Linked DNA regions of Rattus norvegicus: region 2 is linked to region 1. A link is a contact called in public Hi-C data. All regions are on one chromosome and are shown on one strand. The core of a region is the stretch at or near the end of the contact, and the rest is flanking DNA. Distances in the headings are between cores, read along the strand shown.

What was found. A called contact is a pair of places that touch in the nucleus more often than the background predicts.
Region 2: a contact with region 1 is called in a Hi-C map of hepatocytes, with 1.6 times the contacts expected there. The contact joins two enhancer-like sites. A contact is called at or near these places in 7 of 12 Hi-C or Micro-C datasets (the A7r5 cell line, the Rat2 cell line, Schwann cells and 4 more).

The regions. Positions count from the first base shown.
Region 1 is chr4:83,010,257-83,015,574 of GRCr8, reverse strand. The region is part of intron 4 of Hibadh (3-hydroxyisobutyrate dehydrogenase); the gene reads left to right. It overlaps LOC120102279 (a long non-coding RNA gene), which reads left to right. Exons shown (of 2, transcript XR_005503585.2): 2 at 1-5,318. Among named protein-coding and RNA genes, the nearest start is that of Hibadh, 65 kb to the left of the region's middle. Within about 2 kb of position 2,429, at least 2 of the 93 cell types and tissues checked have an H3K27ac peak or open chromatin away from gene starts, as enhancers often do.
Region 2 is chr4:83,281,788-83,287,105 of GRCr8, reverse strand. The region is part of intron 2 of Jazf1 (JAZF zinc finger 1); the gene reads left to right. Among named protein-coding and RNA genes, the nearest start is that of Tax1bp1, 130 kb to the right of the region's middle. Within about 2 kb of position 2,770, at least 10 of the 93 cell types and tissues checked have an H3K27ac peak or open chromatin away from gene starts, as enhancers often do.

The DNA.
Region 1 (5,318 bases), core at 1,180-3,679:
GAAATTTTTGACTTATTCTGCATTGTCTCGGATGTTTTTCTTAAGAGCTGCCGTCTCCTCCTTCAAGTTTAGGGAAGCTGAGGTTGAGTTAACTTGGTGCAGGTAAAGAAACCTATCGTGAGAAGAAACTTTGTTTTTGCTTTGGGTAAAAATCAGCTGCCCAGATTTATGCTGCACTCACCTTTCTGAAACCCAGTGGTGGGGTGTGTGCTTTTCTGTCCCCAGCAGGATCTGGAAATGGTGTTAAATGATTACCTCTGAAGCACCACTTTCAGATTCACGTCCTCTCAGAAGTGGCCTCTTGTGTAAAACAACAGTGAGCTGAGCTGCAAGGGAGGGTGCTCCGATTGTGTATGGAAGGAGCCATTTTACACCAACTTCTGTCTACAGAAGGAAGTAGGAAGTAGATTTTTGGAGCTAGTCTGGTTATTTTTGAAACATATTTAAGAAGAATTTAATAGTCAAATGGCATCTTACTGTAATACAAACATACATACTAAGAAAGTTGATACTTTAAATGATATGATGAAGTTAGAGAACGTGTGTTTCTTTTAGTTGTAAAAAATCCTACTTAACTAATGTCACCAGTTCTTTTCAAACCATGTATGTACACTCTGTTAAAGAGCTCCTTAGCTCTGAGGTACTGTCTCAGTCTAACAGTCTTGCTGGCAGATCTTCATACTCAGGAACAGCCGATGTTTATGATATTCTGCTGTGAGGAGGAAGGTAGGGTTTTTTTCTTTTTTTAAGGTCATCAGTGTTTAGATTAATCAGGCTGACATTTCTTGCTTGTGGGTCATGAACTGTTGATAATAGCATTAAAATGGTGATTCAGTTATTACATTAAATTATCAGGGAAAACCACTGGCGCTCACCCATGTGTTCTGCAGCAGGGTGTGTAAGGGGATATGCATGTCTCTTTTGTTTGCACCTTAGAATAATTAGAGGCTGAGTCACATATTAAGGGATGCTTGCCATGATTTTAGAGAACCATAATCAAGAGCTTGACTGATGTGAGCAAACAGAAGAGTATATCACACCTTTTGTATCCGAGCCCAAATCGTCTCTTCTTGTCCGTAGCCTTTTGAAACCTCGTCCTAATGAATGGATGTACTTGGGTTGCCGGGAATAAAAGCCAGTATATTCACAGATATGTAAATTGTATTTTTACTTAAACTATTGACTTGAGCATAAGAACCCTTTAAAGGTGTGTGTTCACTCTAAGAGGGATGGGGCAGAGGGGAGAGATGGAAAGCTTACACGTGTGACAGACAGACATCTTAAACAAGATCCTTGTATCAGAACTTCTTAGATGGATTTTTTTTTTAAATCCTGGGATTAAACCCAGGGTCAAGTGTTTTGTGCATTTGCTCTAACACTGAGCTGTGACCTCGGTCTTCTAGATATGCTTAATCAGCCTTGTGAGGTAAATAGCAGTTCAGAATGCAGTGAATCAGACATTTCTGGTATCTTTGAATTTTAAAGTGTGCTTTTAGCATGTTTGTGTGTGTGCACAGTGAATAGATAGTACTGGGACAGTTCTATTAATGTTGCTTTACTTTTTGGTTGGAGTAAAGAATTCAGTCAGTTGTGATGTTTTAATAACTATCTTAAGCATTCAGCCCAAGGTCTCAGACAGGTACTCATTTATAATTTACTAAGTAATGTGCGTCACGTGGGCAGAAACCATAGGTTTTGGGAGGACTTTATAAAGAATGTATTTTAAGCAGGAAAGCGGAGTATTTCCCCTTACAGGAAAAGGTAATTGCCTTATTTAGGGTAAGCACGTTCTTCGTATCTTGCTCTTTTGAGAAGTCAGACAGCATTAGAACGTTATGGGCCACTAGAGGGCACTGTTTAGTAATCAACTGCTAATGAACCAGAACAGTCAGAGGAGCCAGTAAATTACATGTGGGTTTTTCTAATTATGAATTCATATTTAATCATTCAGTGACAAGGTAACTGGAAATGGTTCTGTGTACTTTCATATGTGGTTATGCTAATACACAGTTACATTTCTCAGATGTTGGTACTCCATCATTAGAGTAGCAGGCATCAAAGGCTTTGTTTCTAATCTACATTACTAATTGTAAAACATAATTAACGTTGTTAATACTTCCACACCTTACATGGCCAAACACTCTGAAAAACAAAGCTTAAGTGTAAATACGTGTTATAATCGTGTGACTGACAAGCGTAGCGGTTGAGGTGTTCCACTCTCTCCTGTGTCTTCCTGCCTGCCTCACTCTTTTCCCTGCTCCAGCTCTGTTCTGGTTTCTTTTCTCCTTCCTTTGGATTCCCTTTCCACTTGTGCATCTGTTAGTTGGTGACTGTTTCTGCAAGCCATCAGCCTTGATGAAATGCCTGGAAGAATGACTTGCACTGTGTGTGTTAAAGGACTCTAAGGGTGGGCAACTTACGTGCAGCCAAACCAGCAGGAGGACGGGTGTGCTCGTCAGTGGAGCTGCGCTTGTTGCCAGAGAAAAGGCTCCGTTGAGCCTGCCCAGCCAGGAATCTATTCAGGAAAAGGCAGATTTTCTAGCCCCTCTTCCATGCTATTCTGTTTCTTGAGACAAGATCTCACGTAGCTGACCTCTTAAGCCATTTTGTAGCAGAGAATGACCTTGAACTTGTGATTCTGTTTCCACCTCCCATGTGCTTCATGAGCCACCACCAGACCTAGTTTTTTAGTGCATTGCTGGAGATTGAGCCCAGGCCTGTATGCTAGAAGAGGTAACCAGTCTACTTCACCTTGAGTGTCCTCCGCTGCCCATGTCAGACCCTGCCAGCACACTGCAATACAATGTCACTTTTAATGCTCACATTAATCTGGTATTTTTAATCAAGGTTTTAATTGTATAACCCAGCATGACAGTTCACCTTCTTGAATTTTGAACATCTTAACTTTTTTATGACAATTCATTTTCTTTGCCTTCAGACTTGTGTTTTAGTGTGCTAACTCTTGTCTGGATTACAGACTCAACTTGAACCAAAATTGGGACTTAATTAATTTTGTGTAATCTAAAAACCCAAAAGTGTGTTGTGTGTATACACACACACTGTAAATATCTGGTAAATATTTGGTTTGTAGAAAGTAAACAATTTTACAAGAGATTTTAAAACTAGACACAAACAGACCATGAACTTGAAGAGATCTTGCATCTCAAAGCATCTAATTTTTTTTTTTTGATCCATAGAAAGTCATCATTAAATTGACTGATATGTCTAGTTGGGTGAAATATCTTGATTTCCTTTGAAGTAACAGCCATAAAAAGTGTTCATTTGTGAACTTTTAGGTTGATGTTGTTCCTAATGGTAAAGATGAAGCTTGTTTTAGTATCAAAAAAGAAAAACTATCCTATAAAAGCCAGGGAAGTCAGTCTTTCTTTTGACACCAAGAACCCATCTTGTCCTTCCCAAAGCTCAGTACTTCTTCTAGCAGTGCGGCAGATGAGGCAAAAATCACACACAGCAAATAAAGATGACGTCTTTAGAACCGTTATTAGCATATACTAGTTGTACCTAATAGTTTTGATGACTTAAGATAAAAACTGGGCAAGGTAGTACACGTGTACCTTTGGGAGCCAGAGACAACTGGATTCCCAAGTTGGAGGCCAGGCTGGTTTACAAAGAGTTCCAGGCCAGCCAGGGCTCCACAGTGAGACCCTGTCTCAAAACAAAACAGACAAAAACCATTTAATGTTGCCTGTCATTGTGTGTGCATATGACATTTATAGTGGATGAATCGCGTGTCATGACATGTGCATGGAGGTAGAGGACGGCCCTGCTCTCCTGCCTCCATGTGGGTTTTAGGCTCAAGCTGTCAGGTAAGCACAGCAAGTACATTTAACTGGGGCCACTCTCACTGACCCCAGATACATTTTTAGAGACTTTATTAGCATATATTAGTTGTACCTAATAATTTCAATGACTTAAAATAATCTTACTATGTGTATTTATCTTGTGTATGTATGTACATGAGTGTGTGTGTACCACAGCATGTGTGTGGAGGTCAGAGAAACCACTTGTAGGAGCCATTTCCATCTGCCACGTAGGTCCAACTCAGGGCTTCATGCCTGCTCAGGTGAGCTATCTTGCTTATCCAATTATGATATTTTTGTGCATGTATATAATGTGTTTGATCATATTCACCCCCATTACCCTGTCTGGTTCCCTCTACCATTCTATTGACTTCATTTTCCCAACTAGTTGACCATTTTGCTTCTGTATGTGTTCATGTATGTACATTTACATGTATATACACACTCCAATGTGTGTTGGTAACCTAAGGAATTTACTTTGAATTGCTTACAGGGACATGAGTGGGTGATTGTACACAGGAATGTAAATAAGCTTACCTAGATACATTGGCATACCCTGTTGCCATAAAGTGTACTCATGCACAGAGTAAAGCACCTTACATTTTGATGGGTAAGGGGCCGTGCAGGCAAACCCAGAGCCTCGCCCATGCCTTGTGGGTTCTACTACTCATCTGTATCCTCAGCCCTCAGATTCTTTGGAGGATTTTTGAAACAGGAACTCATGTAACTGGGGTAGACTGACCTCCTAGTCTTCTTGCCTCACTGTACTTTCTAAACATGCCTTTAGGTGCACTTCACATTCCTCAGAAGATAAGGGAAATATTCAGAGATCAAGTAATTGAATAGTAATGTGAAATCAAATTGATGAATAAACACAGGAAGTTTAACTGCCCTGCAACCAGTTGCTGCTTCAGAGAGCCAAGGACTTTGGGAAATAGTACTGCTGGACAAAGATCACAGGGTAATGGGAACCTGAGCCATGTGTTTACATAAACTGAGACAGCTAACCACTTGCTCCTTATATTAAAAAGAAGAGGAGGAGGAGGAAGAGGAGGAGGAAGGAGAGGAGGAAGAGGGAGAGGAGGAAGAGGAGGGGGAGAAAGAGGAGGAGGAGGAAGGGAAAGAGGAGGAGGGAGAGGAGGAAGAGGAGGAAGGAGAGGAGGAAGAGGAGGAAGAGAAAGAGAAGGAAGAGGGGGAGTAGGAAGAGGAGGAAGAAGAGGGAGAAGAGGAGGAAGAGGGGGAAGAAGAAGAGGAGGAAGAGGAGGGGGAGGAGGAGGGAGAAGAGGAGAAGGAAGAGGGGGAGGAGGAAGAGCAGGGAGAGGAGGAGGGGGAGGAGGAGGGAGCAGCAGCAGCAGCAGCAGCAGCAGCCAAACCACCCCCAAACAGGCCAACCCTCAAAGAGAAAGGGTCATCTGGAGATCATTTGCCTGCTGGTCAAAGAGGCTAACTAGGAACTCTGTCTACCTAGACAAAGTGTGAGAAGCTTTTTAATAACTC
Region 2 (5,318 bases), core at 1,521-4,020, 270 kb before region 1:
TTCATGGAAATGAGAAGCTTTGAATGGTGCCGTGTTTTTAAGATACCTTGGGATGACAGTGAAGTGAAAGAGCATTAACTGCCTTCTTGCCTGCTTCAGTGACAGCATGACATGGCTGTCTAAATACTCATTTGAAAGCACCCCTTTCCTGCCCTCCTGAAGGAAGGTAGTCTGGGCAAATGAACATGTGTGCCTGGGAGCAAATCCTGTTCTCCTAAACTTCTGTGCGAGTCTAAAACTGTCTCTAGCTATGTTCTTGATATAAAGAGAAAGTGTCTATGGCATTTCTGAAATACTTGCCTGACACACAAGGTCTGAAGTTGGCTGCAGACATGTGGGCAGAGTGCGGCCCAAGGCCTATCCTGCCACAACAGAGCCTTTCTGAAGAGGTGAGAGTGGTGGTCAGCCCCACTACTGTCCACCCCACCCAGCAAAAAGGAGGCAAAAATAGTTTACTGTGACCATTGGTGACTTGTAAGTGAATTTTGGATGACACTTCTCCCCAAAATGATCCATTTCTTTCTGCTTCTTCCATTGACCAGGGACTTGCCCATCCCTGCCAGACACGTTACCTTTTATACCTTCCTTGATCTCAGTGCTGAAAACTGGTGCAGGGTTTTCACTGTCGAACCCTAGCCACTGAATCCTGTGACTGTGGCATTAACTTCCTTCCCCGAGCTGAGGATATGCACATATACTAGGCTTAATCCTCATCACCTGTCCCCTGCCCAGGCTGCCAGCAAGCATTGAGGGGCAGCAGGCAGCAGTGGGGGAGGATCATAAATGTGGCGGCAGTGGCGCCAAGCCTGAGCTGTGTTGCCATTCCTCAGCAGCCCACATGTGCTGGGAAGCCGCCATTCCTTCCTGGCAGCCTCAGCCTCCCAGTGGGAGATAAGCTGAGCTAGGGCCTAGTCTGGCAGCCAGATTCCAGCCTGAACAGACAGCATGGGGCTGACTTGGGATGACTGGCATGGGTATGCTGAGCACACCACAGCCAGCAGCTGTCCCCTTCTAACCAGGGCTGTTGACAGGTCCTGCTGAGAGCCCTTGCTCCTGAATTTAACAAATCTGGAGGCTCGACATTTTCATTTTGGGATTTCATTTGGAAGCATCATTTTATTAGAACCAAAATCTCCAATCCATTCTCCTGAAGACATACTGATCTTGTCTATCACACGGAGAATCCTCTGGGTGAAATTGTTGCCAGTCCCCAGGATCCCAGTAAAACTGCAACCTTGCCCTCAGACCCCTGCCTCCTTGGTATCCCTGTAGTCTCTCAAGAAAGTCTGTTAAATGACCACAACACCATGAAAGGATAGTTCAACACAGACTTCTTCGGTCTCATTGTGGACTGCCTGGGTAAGAAACCCTGTGAGATGTCTACCCACCTCTGTGAGTTGGCAAAAGTATGGGTTTTTTCATGATTCAAGAGATTTATAAATGGCCCTACACTGTATAACTTTACTAAAGGGAATATTTGGGCTAATGCTCCACCTTGCAAGTGAATGCTTTTGGCTCATTGACAGAGTGCTTTCTTAGTGTGCCTGAGGCCTAAAGTTCAGTCCCCAGTACTGAAAGGAAAAAAAAATCAATGCTCTTAGCTGTTAAGAAAAATAACTCAGTTCCTTTTAATACTTGTGCTGACTTAAAAATATTTTGAAAGACATGTCTTCAGAGAGGTTCTCAGACTAGCCGTGGTGGCACCCACCTGTAATCCCAGCAGTCTGGAAGGCCTTTAGTTCAAGACCACCTGGGCTATAGTTACAGCAAGAGCTGGAATAAGAAAATAAACAAAAAGGTTATTGATTGTTTGCTGAGAAGCAAGCAGACTCCCCCACAGTGTGGCCTGGGGAATGTCCATTGCTCCAACAGAACCTAGGCCTTCTTCCGTTTCCTTGTCTCTAGATGCTTCCTCATTTTTATCTCTTTAAAGGGGGTTCTTCTGATTTATGTGCGTGTATATAGGTGAGTGTTGTGGCAGATGTGTGCTGGTGCCTCAGAATCCAGAAGGCTTCAGATCCCCTGGAGCTGGAGTTACAGGCAGTTGTGAACTCAGGTCCTCCTCGAGAGCAGTGAATTCTCTCAAACCCAAAGACATCCCTCCAGCCCCAGCGCCATTTTTATCTTTTCAAGTAGCTTTCTTTTGGCAATATTTTATATCAATTCCATCTAAAATGTTTTAAATCAATATAAAACGCCCTGTAAAGATTCATGCTAAGTTCCCTAAAACACTTTAGAAATTCCCTATATTTTCCTAAATTGTCACTTCATTAGAATGAGAACTCAGCTGAGGAAGTCTCAAATGCGCCCTCACAGTTGATTTCTCTTTCTTCTTCTCCCTAACCTGCCCTCCTAAGCCGGGCGGTATGAGTGATAATTTCTGAGTGATCACTCAGAGCCTGTATTCTTCCAGACCTTAAGAACAGTTAGGATGTTGACAATGAAAACAATCAGTTGAAGACAGAAATTTGCGTCCTGAACAAGCCAATAAAGGAGTTTTTCCTAAGATTGGGGGGGGGGGGTGGTGGATAACCAGTGTCTGGCTGCCCTTAGGAAATAGCCTTCCAGTGAGGTCTGACTCAGTTTTGATCATCTTCCCCTCCACTGCTATTGAATGAAAAGCCACGCTGGCAAGAGGCTGCCAGGCTTGTGACCTGCAGAGGGCGCTAGAATACCGTATTTTCTGAGCCAGTCCTTCCAGAAATAAGGAACTGGGAAACTGTCGAAGGGGGAAGGGGGAAGCCTAAAGCTTCTTAATGCTTCCAGCAGTCACACTGCTTGCAGTCTGGTAAACAGGCTGGGAATTGTGGGCAAGGCCTTTCGCTGCGCTTTGCACTAGTGTAGATCAGAGGACTCTGTCCGGACTCATTACTTTCATAGCCTGGAGCTAGTTCACACAGCAGCAGGAGTCCACCGAAGGGCTTTTAATTAATGAAATTGAAACTGGCGCTTAGAACTGTGGATTAGGAGTAGTCAGGTTTTTTTTGTTTTTTAAGTATTTCAAGTAATTTATAAAGCACTTACATAAATAGAAAGCTTTAAATGCTGATATTCCATAAAAAGTAAATAAAAATATTTTTATGCATTAAGACTTAATTAAGTGGCATGATTTCATGTCACAGATTTAAAACAGGGCAGGTGAGACCTGCCAACATTACTACAGCTGCGTTTTACATGAGGAAAGTAATTAAAATGGTTGTTTATGTCTTTTTCCACTTACAGGTATTTAGACTGCTCTGTATTACACCATATATTTTCCCAGCCATCGTATTATGGCAGTATATCTTAGCAGGCGATACCTTTGTTGTTTGTGGAAAGGTGAGGAGACATTTGTCAGACAAAACAGCTGTGTGTGCCACTGAGGCTGACAAGGACTTCTTCCTGCCAGAGGGGCCTTTTGTCTGTTCACATGCACCTCTTTTTCCCCTCTGAATAAAATTCAATTAATTTTCACAAGAACAGTTTTCCCTTCTATTGTCAGGAAGAAAAACAGAAGGCAAAAACATACTGATCATCTGGACCTCACCCTGTGTGAATGAGTCCTGTTTGAAGCTGCTCTGTTTCTCTTGTTCAGCTAGGAATGTGCTAACCTTACATCAGAGGACCCACCTGTGTGAAGTCGAGTGGCAGTTAGCAATGGGAATAGTGTCCTGACTTCCCACATCAGAGCTAGCCTTCAGTTCTCTGGATAGAACACAGACAGATCTATCACTGTGTACTTATTTACTGCCGTTATTTATGTTAACAGTCACAATGACATTATTACTTGATGAAGTTTTAACGACGTTCATAATTTTGTGCCCCAAGAGGCATCAGTTACCAAGTGAGGCTGAAATCTCAAAATCAAGCTGAGGTCCCAGCACTCTAAAACATTGAGTGTAATGTATAGTACAAGCTTGGTGAGTCCCGGGTGGAGGACAGGGGCATTTGCCATTCCTCCAGCACAATGGGACTTCTTTTCAGGCTTTCAGTCACACCTGTGAGTTGTCCTCTTGCTCGGACTGTGTGAGCAGCAGTTGAGGATTCTGAGGTGCACACAGTTACAGAGGGTGGGGTAGGACAGCCTCCATAGTCATTTAGCAATCAATCACCTATAGGAACAAGGCGCAAATTCTCCTCTGTACCTCTTCCCTAATAGCAGTATAGCAGTTGAGCTATTTCAAGTTGCTTCTGCTTGAGTCAGTCAACAGTATCAACATAGATACAGTTGGACAGCCCGTCACCCTGATCTTCCTTGGTTGTTCGTTCCAGCTGTAGCCTCACCATGCCTGTGCCCTGAGCCTGCAGCCCAGCTCTGTGGCAACACTTTATCTACTAGAAAGCTGTTGTTTCATGGAGCACCCTCTATGCACGACAATGTGCCACTCAAGTGCTCGAAACATGATTGCCAGGCTTACTTTTCCACCTACTTTTGAAGAAATTGCATCACTGTTCATTTTTTTAATCATCACCAACTAGAGAATGAGAGAACTTATGTTTTTTATTCCTCACTGAAATTAGCTCCCTAAAATGTCCAACTTCCGTTCCCATTCATAACTCCCAGATCTGAAATATGCCCCCATGTTCAAAAATTGTAATTCTGCTAAATGTAATTTTAAGGCCTGCACCAGTGAGATAGTCTCCTCCCCTAGCATTGAAATTGCTCGCCCGTGTTTCAGCACCACCTCCTTCACTTACAAGCAGCGAGCAGCAGCCTGGAGTTAGCTCTGCAGCTTCAGAATTCCCAGCTCTCTATTTCTCTCTGAGAAAGAGCAGTCTGAGGCAGAGGGCTGGCCAGATGACTTTCCAGGGGCCATGTTTAGACTGTTCTCACTAATGAAACCTGAACCAGGCTCAAGCATTCCTTCTCAGCAATCTGTGCCATTCCTCAGAGCTCACAGCACTTCAGTACAAACCACCAAATTCCATTTTAAATTCCACTGGCTGTTTTCTGCTCCTGAAGTTATCACCACACCGCTGCGAGGCTCCGCTCCTTTAGTTATTGTGGAAAGCTACAATGAATAGGTTAGCGAGAGTCAGTTCATACAGAAACATGGGAATTTGCATTGTTGACAAGAACTGCCACAGCTCCTCTCCATGCCGGGCTGTGGCAAATGTGTCCTCAGACCCCCACCATGCTCTTCTTGCAGCCATGCATGCTGAGAACTATTGGGTTGGGTCAGTGACGCAGTCCACACACGACTGCACGTGGGCAGCTCCATTCCTTAGCCAGCACTCTTCGTAAGCTGCTGACTTCTTCCCTCCTTTGCTGATGATATTGTAGAGGTGCCCAGCACGTGACCTCTGCCCCCCAGAAGTCTCCTGATGCCCTTAGTGAA